Regions from separate parts of the Mus musculus genome. Here all the other regions are linked to region 1. Evidence: chromatin contacts called from public Hi-C and HiChIP or PLAC-seq data. All regions are on one chromosome and are shown on one strand. Each heading gives the region's core, a stretch centred on a gene start, on an enhancer-like site or on the middle of the called end of the contact. The rest is flanking DNA. Distances are from core to core; before and after follow the strand shown. Region 1 overlaps Babam2 (BRISC and BRCA1 A complex member 2). Region 2 overlaps Babam2 (BRISC and BRCA1 A complex member 2). Region 3 has its middle 13 kb from the start of Gm36732.

The links. Hi-C and Micro-C count contacts between places; a contact is called where the count stands out from the background. HiChIP or PLAC-seq counts read pairs in DNA pulled down with a chosen protein or histone mark.
Region 2: a contact with region 1 is called in a Hi-C map of embryonic fibroblasts, with 2.8 times the contacts expected there. The contact joins two enhancer-like sites. A contact is called at or near these places in 5 of 484 Hi-C or Micro-C datasets (embryonic fibroblasts, muscle stem cells and uterus), 1 of 115 datasets of contacts at active chromatin or transcription factors (fibro-adipogenic progenitors) and 1 of 9 other capture datasets (adipose tissue).
Region 3: a contact with region 1 is called in a FOXA1 HiChIP or PLAC-seq map of pancreatic cancer cells. The contact joins two enhancer-like sites. A contact is called at or near these places in 11 of 39 promoter capture datasets (the 3T3-L1 cell line, 3T3-L1-derived adipocytes, cranial neural crest and 6 more), 18 of 484 Hi-C or Micro-C datasets (the HL-1 cell line, the N1E-115 cell line, Th2 cells and 9 more), 5 of 115 datasets of contacts at active chromatin or transcription factors (bone marrow-derived dendritic cells, embryonic stem cells, fibro-adipogenic progenitors and 2 more) and 1 of 9 other capture datasets (adipose tissue).

What each region holds. Positions count from the first base shown.
Region 1 is chr5:32,034,483-32,037,379 of GRCm38.p6, forward strand. The region is part of intron 10 of Babam2 (BRISC and BRCA1 A complex member 2); the gene reads left to right. Among named protein-coding and RNA genes, the nearest start is that of Gm52770, 37 kb to the left of the region's middle. Within about 2 kb of position 1,454, at least 115 of the 459 cell types and tissues checked have an H3K27ac peak or open chromatin away from gene starts, as enhancers often do. A contact at or near this core is called in the HL-1 cell line, the N1E-115 cell line, adipose tissue and 7 more, where this site is marked.
Region 2 is chr5:31,859,625-31,862,521 of GRCm38.p6, forward strand. All of the region lies in intron 6 of Babam2 (BRISC and BRCA1 A complex member 2), which reads left to right. Among named protein-coding and RNA genes, the nearest start is that of Gm52770, 140 kb to the right of the region's middle. Within about 2 kb of position 1,422, at least 58 of the 459 cell types and tissues checked have an H3K27ac peak or open chromatin away from gene starts, as enhancers often do. A contact at or near this core is called in embryonic fibroblasts and muscle stem cells, where this site is marked.
Region 3 is chr5:32,196,498-32,199,394 of GRCm38.p6, forward strand. No RefSeq gene overlaps it. Among named protein-coding and RNA genes, the nearest start is that of Gm36732, 13 kb to the left of the region's middle. Within about 2 kb of position 1,409, at least 115 of the 459 cell types and tissues checked have an H3K27ac peak or open chromatin away from gene starts, as enhancers often do. A contact at or near this core is called in the HL-1 cell line, the N1E-115 cell line, adipose tissue and 7 more, where this site is marked.

The sequences.
Region 1 (2,897 bases), core at 204-2,703:
AACATGATGGCAGGGGGCAGCCCCTCAAAAGGATGAGGAACAGGATTCAGGTGATCCAGCTGACCTATTTAATATAAATCAAGGAGTCAGGAAGGACTGGAGTGACTCAGCCTCTGCCTGGCTGGAGCCGTCAATGGGCTTTGTAGCCTATTTCCTGGGGACGTTTTCAGCTAAATCAATGATTTCATCATTCTATCCCTAAGCACCCTCAGCAGCTAGTTGCGACTGTTCACGTGACTGTCTGGGTGAGGCCAAGAGGTCTGACCTCTGACAGGAGAAGCTGGGACAGTGGTGGCAAGTGTTAGGCTTGGTGGTAGTAGGAAGTTTGTTCCTTTCCAGTCTCCCCAAGTAAGCCAGAGTGTGAGTGAGTGGCACTTTGGTATCTGAGCAGCTTTGCCTCACTCGTGAAGAGAGGAGCTCCATGGAGACAGCCGCTTCCTGCCCCTGGTTGAATTCATTGTACAGGCTGGGGTAGGAAGACAGCGAGTTGGCAATGGAAGTCTCACCAGGCAATCTGAAGACCAGAGGTCAGGCCTGAGCGTCAGAAAGTAGCCAAGTGGACAGGTAGAGTGCCAAGGCTTAGTGTATGTCTCTAGGATCCAAAGATGAACATTTAATGCATACAAACTTATTGGCGCAGCTATGCCTTTTATCAAAAAAGTCATACATTTACAGTCCAGAATTGTTAAGAAAATAGAATTATCAAGAGATGTCTTTCCATAGTCAATATGTTCTCCTTACTAAGAGAAACGTCTTTAGCCTAAAATATTAAAATTCTAGCTCTCATATGCTGGTAGGAATAGCTTTACTTATTTGACTGACTGACTGATTGATTGATTAGCAGGATTTCTAGTCCAGGGTGGCCTCAAACTCATTAGGTAGCCTAGGACGACCTTGGACTTTTGATCTTACAACCACACCCAAGTTTATGCAGTGCTGGGCATGGAACCCTGGGTCTTATAAATGCTAGGCAAACCTTCTGAAAAACTGAAAAACATCTCAAGCCCAGGGATAGCTTCCAGTGAATTCCTTCCCCACAAGCTCTATTTACAATCCTGAACATCTCAAGCATTGGGTACATTATGTTTTTTTTTTTTTCCTAAAAAAAAAAAAATGTTCCCTGAAACCTTCTTCCCTTCTCCTTTCCCCAGTTCACCAAATTCTTATCTGAAGCTTGAGGGAGAAGAAAATGGGGGCTAATATGACAACAAGATTTGTACCTTCACAAGTAAATATCACAACTGAGCTGGGTAACTACTTGTGGAAGCTTGTTAGGTCACAGTGACTCACTTGCGTAGATGAGGTTATTTTTAGAGCTGTAATTTGTACTGTTTAGAAAAGAAGAAAGAGATGGTAAAAGGCTAGATAGCTCATTATAGTTTACAGAGCTCATGAACCCAGCATCCATGCAAAAGATGACTAAGCAAGGGGTCGGGTGGTACTTTCTCTCAGAATTTCACAGACGTGAGTCATCCACTTCAGCCTGCAGACACAGCATCAGGTACCTGTGACTCAGCTCCCATTTAGACAGAGCACTAGAATTCAATTCTGATACGCTTTTGTAGCTAAGTAGTGAGGAAATTACATAGCAAAGCAAAATAGGCCTTTGTACCAGGCAGCCATCCAATGTTTAAGCAAGGACTGATTGATCTTCGTCTCTGGTCTTTCAAAGAATCTGTTTATGATCCATGCTAGGTGATGTCTTTTCATTCTGCTGCGTCACACTGCAGTGCATCTCACCACACTGGCTCTTCTGACCCAAGTATTCAGTCTCACAGCTTCTCCACTCCCATGTCCAGCCAGCACGTCCTAAAACCAGGAGTGTGTGTGTGTGTATGTGTGTGTGTGTGTGTGTGTGTGTGTGTGTGTGTGTGTGTGTAAATCTTTAGCCTACAATATTAGCATATTAGTTCTCATGAGCTGCAAAAAAACAAAACAAAACAAAACTTCCAAAGGCTTTCCATTCCACGTTTACCTATGGTCAGAGTTATAAGAATATAATAATATTTTCTTCAAGTGTTTTTCTTTCTTTTTAAAAAATAAGTTCCCTTGTGCCCCAGGCTGCCTTTAAACTTACTCTATAACCAAACTTGAAGTCCTGATCCTTTTGTCTTTCCCTCTGAGTTCTGGTATGATCAGCACATGCCACTACCCCTGGCTTTAAAATGTTTTTTTCATGCTTAAAAAATTATACAACTACTCATGCACATAAGATTTCTCTGTAGATGAGCAGCCTGGTCAGTGCAAGTGTACATTCATCCAACAGGCTTTCTCTCTCTTCTCAGATGCTGAGCTCTGCTAGCCCAATTGTCATCAAGGCATAGCCTCACACACTTAGCTCCTGTTGTCACTTAATTACACAGTTTATTTAGAGTTAAGTCCTTAGAGTGTAACCTGTCTGTTTATATGTACAGAAAGTGGTCCCTTTCAGTTTGCAGACCTATTATTGGATTGTTTATAGCCAACAATAAATGTAACTATACTTATCAATGAAACATCAACAATGATTGCAAAAAGTAAGTACTTCAGAAAGAGACAGGATGTTTTCTCCCCTTTGCCTGCCTGTCCCAAGCCACTTGCAGCCATTTCTGACACTTGGCAGCTGCCTCTTTTACCATCTGTCGTCTTTGCTCCAAACCTGCTGTGTCAGTAGTACTGTTACCAGGAACAGCAGAACATGCACAGGCTAATGTCCTATTGTCACGGAAAGCCCTATGTATATTTAAGTCAACTCAGCAAACATTGAAATGTATGCTGTGAACCTAACCCTGGAGTAGGCCTGGAGGTGCAGAAGAGGTGAGGTGCACACATTTGTCCAGGGGTGGGAGAGTCAGACATGTAAATGTACAGATGCACATGTAGACTGCTGGAACACAGGAGTGCCAAACCTCTGGAGA
Region 2 (2,897 bases), core at 172-2,671, 170 kb before region 1:
GCTAAGTGGTCATCACACCTCAGCATACCTTAGGCACCTGCCTTCCCACTAGATACCTTATGCCGGGCCCTCTCAGAGTTCTAGATGCTGAGCTGTTACCCTTCTTTGACCAATTCTCTTATTTTCTGGCCAAAAAGAATGTAGGCAGCCTGGTGTGGCTGGTGTGGTGATATCCCCAGGATTCTAGCACTTGGGGCTGAAGGCAAGAGAATCAGAAATTGAAATCCAGTTCTCTCTCTCTTCCCCTCTCTTCCTCTCTCCCTCTCTCCCTCTCTCCCTCTCTCCCTCTCTCCCTCTCTCTCCCTCTCTCCTTCTCTCTCTCCCCCTACCTTCCCCTCTCTCTCTCCTTCTCTCTCTCTCTCTGTGTTTGTGTGTGTGTGCATGTGTGTATATGCCCATGTGTCTGTCTGTCTGTCTGTCTTTATGTATGTATGTTTAAATTAAACAGAACTCTTTTCATCCAAAGTAGGAGATATCCATGGTTTCTTTACTCTGTTTTAGTTCCATTATTTTTCAGAAGACCAAGACCAAGTTATAGTCTGGATATGGAAATGACCTAGCAACCTGAACAGCACAGGGATATTTTCTCAGATGTTCCAAAGATGTTTTTATTTGTAATGATCAATTGTAATAAAACTGAGCCAACCTGAAATTGTTTATATTCATTGAAAGCAAGGAAACATTGAGACAAAATAACAGAAACCCAGAGTCTAAGATGTGATCTTGAATATTGCTGTGGGGAAAACAAAACAGCCCATTCACCAGGTTGTCGGTAACTTGAAAGTCAAGCACAGTTGTGTTTTTAGCATGTTCTGTTTCTCACCTAGAAGTTACCAGTGTAGCATTTCTAGGAAGGCACAATTGCATTCTTATCATAATGCAAGGAAATGTGGGGTGGTTGTTCTCTGATGTGGTTGAAATTGACATCACATAACTAAATGATTTATGATTTTTATTAAAAGCAGACGTAGTAGAAGAGGGAATGCTTGATGTCATCTGAGTTCTGTTAGTGGTTGAGAACAGGAAAGATATCAGGTTACACTTTAGTTCCACTGTCAGCTTTGCCCCAACCCAGACCTTGGGCAAGTTGCTTGTTTCTGTCTGTATATCTTATTTGAAATGAATGTAATACCTAGGTCAAATTGTATCTTTGAGGAAGAATGATGATAAATCTCCAGATGATAATAGTTGGTGCATTCTCTGGTTGGTTGTTTTTTTTGGTTTGGTTTGGTTTGGTTTTTGGCATATAGGGTACTTTATTAGTTAATTCTGTCCTTCAGTAATCTGGTCAACCCAGCAGCAGCTAGAAGTAGTGTAGGGTTCTCATTTGGAGACATGTTCCCTAGCTCTTTCCTTGACTCCTTGACTCCTTTATGTAGTTCAGCTCTGGTCCTATGTGGAAACTGGCTTCACCTTCTCTCAGTTTTGCTGACTCACTGTGAAAATACAAAATCCTATTCCTTTGACTGCCTGCATCACTCTCCTCTAGAAACCTTGCTAATTCCATCAGTCCAGGGCTTGTTTCCATTTCATATGTGTCCTCAGTACCTGGGTCATAATTTCTCCCTACCCTCTGCTGCTGTTCTCCATAGTTTATGACACATACGATGCTGGTTCATCATTGGTCCAGCCTGCCAGTTTCTCTCTATCTCCACGTTGGCTCTCTGCCCTCCCATTTCTGCCTACCTTCTCCTAACCCTCTTGTTTCTGAAGCCCTAGTACTCTTCTCTGCTTAGTAAGTCTCAAACCAGTGCCTCTTCCACACTTCCACATCTTGAGCCACTTCTGGACTTTAGCCTATCACTCATGATCATCTGCCTAGCAAGTCTGTACGTCAGCCCCACGCCCATAGCCCTCCTAACTGTCCACCTTGTTCACTGTGGTTGACACCACATGCTTTGCCCCTTTCTGTAATCTGACGGTTGAACATGGGAAGAAATCCTTAGAGACATACTAATTTGCTTCCCTAAAATTTGTGGTTCCCATTTTGTTTGGGACTCTTATTATGTCTGGGCTTTACAAACCTGATTCTTTAGCACATTTTCTTCAGCGACTATTAAATGTTTTCCATTTTTCCCTATATTTCCAGTTCTAACTAGAATCACTCTCCCTCTTTCTTGGAAGATTGTTTCCACTCTCCCTGAGTGATGGCTGCTCTTTGCTGCTGTGTGCTCTCGTGAGCAGAATGTTGTACATGTGCATTGTGTCCATGAGGTCTGGCTTAATTTCAAAGTAACAAGACTAATGCTTGTCTTTATCCCAGGCTTAAAAGGTAGCCATCTTTGAAATAAATGCAACTCTTCATTTGCATGCCTATATTTTATCCTTCAGTGATCTGCATTTATTGAGTACGCTGTATTGAGAAAAATTAGAAAAGGAACAGCAAAACCCCACACGCAGCCCATGACACAGATAGATAATGAAGGCAACAGAAGTAGTAATTGGTTATCCGTTTCCTTTTGTTCTTTCTGAAACTAAGGAACTGAGTAAGTCAATGTGGAAAGCAGTGTTTCTCGTACAAGTGTGCCCTGGTATCTTCATTTTGGATAGAAATGCTGGTACCTTATATATGTGCTATTCACATTGATGCTTGTTGCTGGAGAAAGTAAGATAAGAGGTTTGATCCACTGAAGGAATTTGGGCCGCCATGTTGTAGACCCAGACAGAGCTGAGCTAGTAGTTTAGAGGCCATAGTTGATGATTGTTTGGCCAGAGACTCTTCCTCCATCTCATAGTCTCTCAGTAAACCATATAAAAGAAGAACTTAGGGTAGTGCTAAGTGTCCCATCTCTAATACTTTCCCAGTCCGATCTAAGTGTTTATCTTAAAAGAAGCGTGTGTATCCAGGCACTCCCAGTTTCATTTTATATAACTTACTATGAGAAACAAATGAAATG
Region 3 (2,897 bases), core at 159-2,658, 160 kb after region 1:
TGGAAGAGTGGATTGTGGGCTTGCTGGTAAGGGATTTGGCATTAAGACACCTGCACCTCGAAAGCATCCCTGGTTCTAGGATAGGCACACACACACACACACACACACACACACACACACACACACACACACCAGAAAATGGATTAGCACCACTTGTAGCAGCGCACAGCACACGCCTGTAATGATCCAGCTTGTGTTGACTAGACGGCTCAGCCTATGATGGCACTTACCACTAAGCTGGACCACCTGAATCTGAGCAAGAGACCCACATGGTAGAAGGAGAGATCCAGTTCCCACAAGTTGCCCCTCTGACCTTCATCTGTAGGTGTACCCCTATACAGAATGTAGAGAACATACACCTGTTTGCCCAGCATACACAGAGACAAATAGATACATGCAATTAAAAAAAAAAAAAAAAAAACCAAGTGTTTGGGAGCCTGAGGCAGGAGAATTGCTATGAGCTACATAGTGAATTGTTTTGGGTTTTTTTTAAAGCAGCTTATAAAGCTGGAAAAATATTAAAATATTAAAAATTCTGAATAAACCAAGAAAGATAGATCTATCCATAGATGTTTCTTGGCAGGTTCTTGAGGGGACCTCTAGCAGTGTGACCATCCCCACCTTCTCCATTCCTTTCCCAGTCTGTGTCCTCAAGCAGCAACAGTGAGTCCTGGAGAGTGGCAGTTGGGACATCATCTCCCTCCCCATCCCCCAGGTCTGCCACCAACCCTGGCACATAGTTGATGCCTCGTAGGCAGCACTGTGTAGTCGATTCTCCAAACTGGGACACCGCAAGAGGTGGGATGTTAGTAATCATTGGGTCAGGACAACAGTTGTCGTCTGGAACCATATTGGACAAACAAGTGACAGTCTGTTCTCTACCATATGCATAGATGTCTGTCTGTCTGAATGAGGTTCTGTCTGACACTCTGACTTCTATTATACAATGACTTGCTTCTTTGCCAAAACAGTCATCTGCGTTAAGTGATGCCCCCTTGTGTCTTGATGCTCATCTCTGCCTACTGCAGAGAGAGGCATCTCTCTACACAGAGAAAATTGGTAAGGCTAAAAACATCTCCAACCACGTGCCATGGTGGGAACTGCTGTATGTTTCATCAAAGTCAGAGTGTTCTAAGCCTACTGTGAAGCCCACAGTAGGGCCTGACAGGAGGCTGGCCAGGCTGGGTAGACTGGGACTAGTTAGTGTCTCTCTTCCCTCCTGGACTCTCATGTTTAGTTGGGCTCTCTCTGTTGGGCAGATGGAAGAGATGGACCCAGCTGGGTTGTAGTAGGCCTGAACAGAGCTGGAGCTCTAAGGAAGCTGTCTGGGCACTTCCTCAGCTAGTCTCCACCTATCCTACCATGGGACCAGTGCCTTGCCAGAGACAAGCCAGACAAACACAGCTCACTGCTGCCCTCTGGTGTCTGATTCTTCCGGCCCCGTTGCTCCTCTAGGGACAGCCACATGATGCTGTCTCTGAGCAGGGCCCATGAGCAGTCACCCAATGTGAGCATGAGAACGATAGTCTGTCAGTACTGATTCTGAGATAACAGACGTAAGATGGGACTATTCCAGGCTGGGTGAGCATATGGTTATCCCGTCTAGGCTTAGAACCATTTCGCGGTAGCCTCCAGAACCATCTCAGGGAACTGCCTGGTGAAGTCACCAAGTCACAACACATGTAAGTGCTTAGCAGGAGCATGAAAGAGTAAGAAGTCACTGGCTAATGTGGTCAGTGGTTGACTATTATCCTCTCTTAGGAGTTGCCGGCATCCTGGGAGCCCATTTCCAGCTGTTCGGATGGGATAAGCTGCACCCAGAGCTATCGATAAAGCAGGAGTGGGGGGATCTGGTCTTTGGGTGGACTGAGGTGGGTGCTTCTGGGGCTCAGTCATGTGGCATGAGCAGTAAACCCAGCAGTCTGGCCTGTGAGTGGTCCAGACACCTTCCCTCTGGAAATTTGGGGCCTTGCCAGGACAGGGGATAGACAGGGAAACTTCATTCTCACTGAGATAAGGGCATTTTTGTGTCCGCTTTTGTAGTGGTCCTCCTGTCCAGTAGCTGTGTCCCAGTGCTAACTGGGGTGATCTTTGCCCTGCTGAGTGGCCAGCAGGTGTGGGTGAGCCTCTGTCCCTGCCTTCCTCTTCACATTCTGCCCCCCATCTCCTCCTCATGGCCTCTAACCCCATCAACCTCAGGCCTCTGGTAGGACAGCCTCAGGGCCTTTGCTAAGCTGCTGGTCCCCCGGGGATCTCTGGTAGGGATCAGTGCAGGATGACCAGCGGCTGTGCCACTCATAAAAGCAAGTGGGGTTTGGTACAGGTACAGAGCCTTGAGCCCCACCCTCTGAAGCTGCCAATTACAGGGAAGGTGCCAGTGACTGAGGCCAGGGTAGAAGGACCAACTCAGACATCGAGCAGGAGATGAAGGTGCCTCAGGGACAGGACACAGAAAGAGGAAGGACAGAACTCATAGGGTCCCCATATGGGTCTCAAAAGGCAGAGACAGGAGTCAGGGACTGACAGAGATCATGGGCTTCCAGGGGCAAGGGTTCGGGGGCAGAGTCTGGGTGGCTGGGACAGTGTGTGTAAGTAAGTAGGTTTGATTCAGAGGCTTGTAAGGACTTTAGCAAAGGCAAGAGGAGGACGCACAGCTTTAGAAAGAATTCTTATGGTCTAGGAGAGAGGGCTCAGGCTGGGTGCCTTGTTTGAGGAAGAGGAGAAAGCTTCAAGTTGGTTTTGTATTCCTCAAACCTGTTTGCCCACATCTTTGGCATCTGTGCCCCATGAGGAAGCTGCAAGGAGCTGGGCCTGTCTGGGCCTGAGAGTGGCATTCTTATTGAGGCCATGTACTTCCTGCAGATGTTCCCTACTGAGGTCACAGGCCCCTCTCGAGG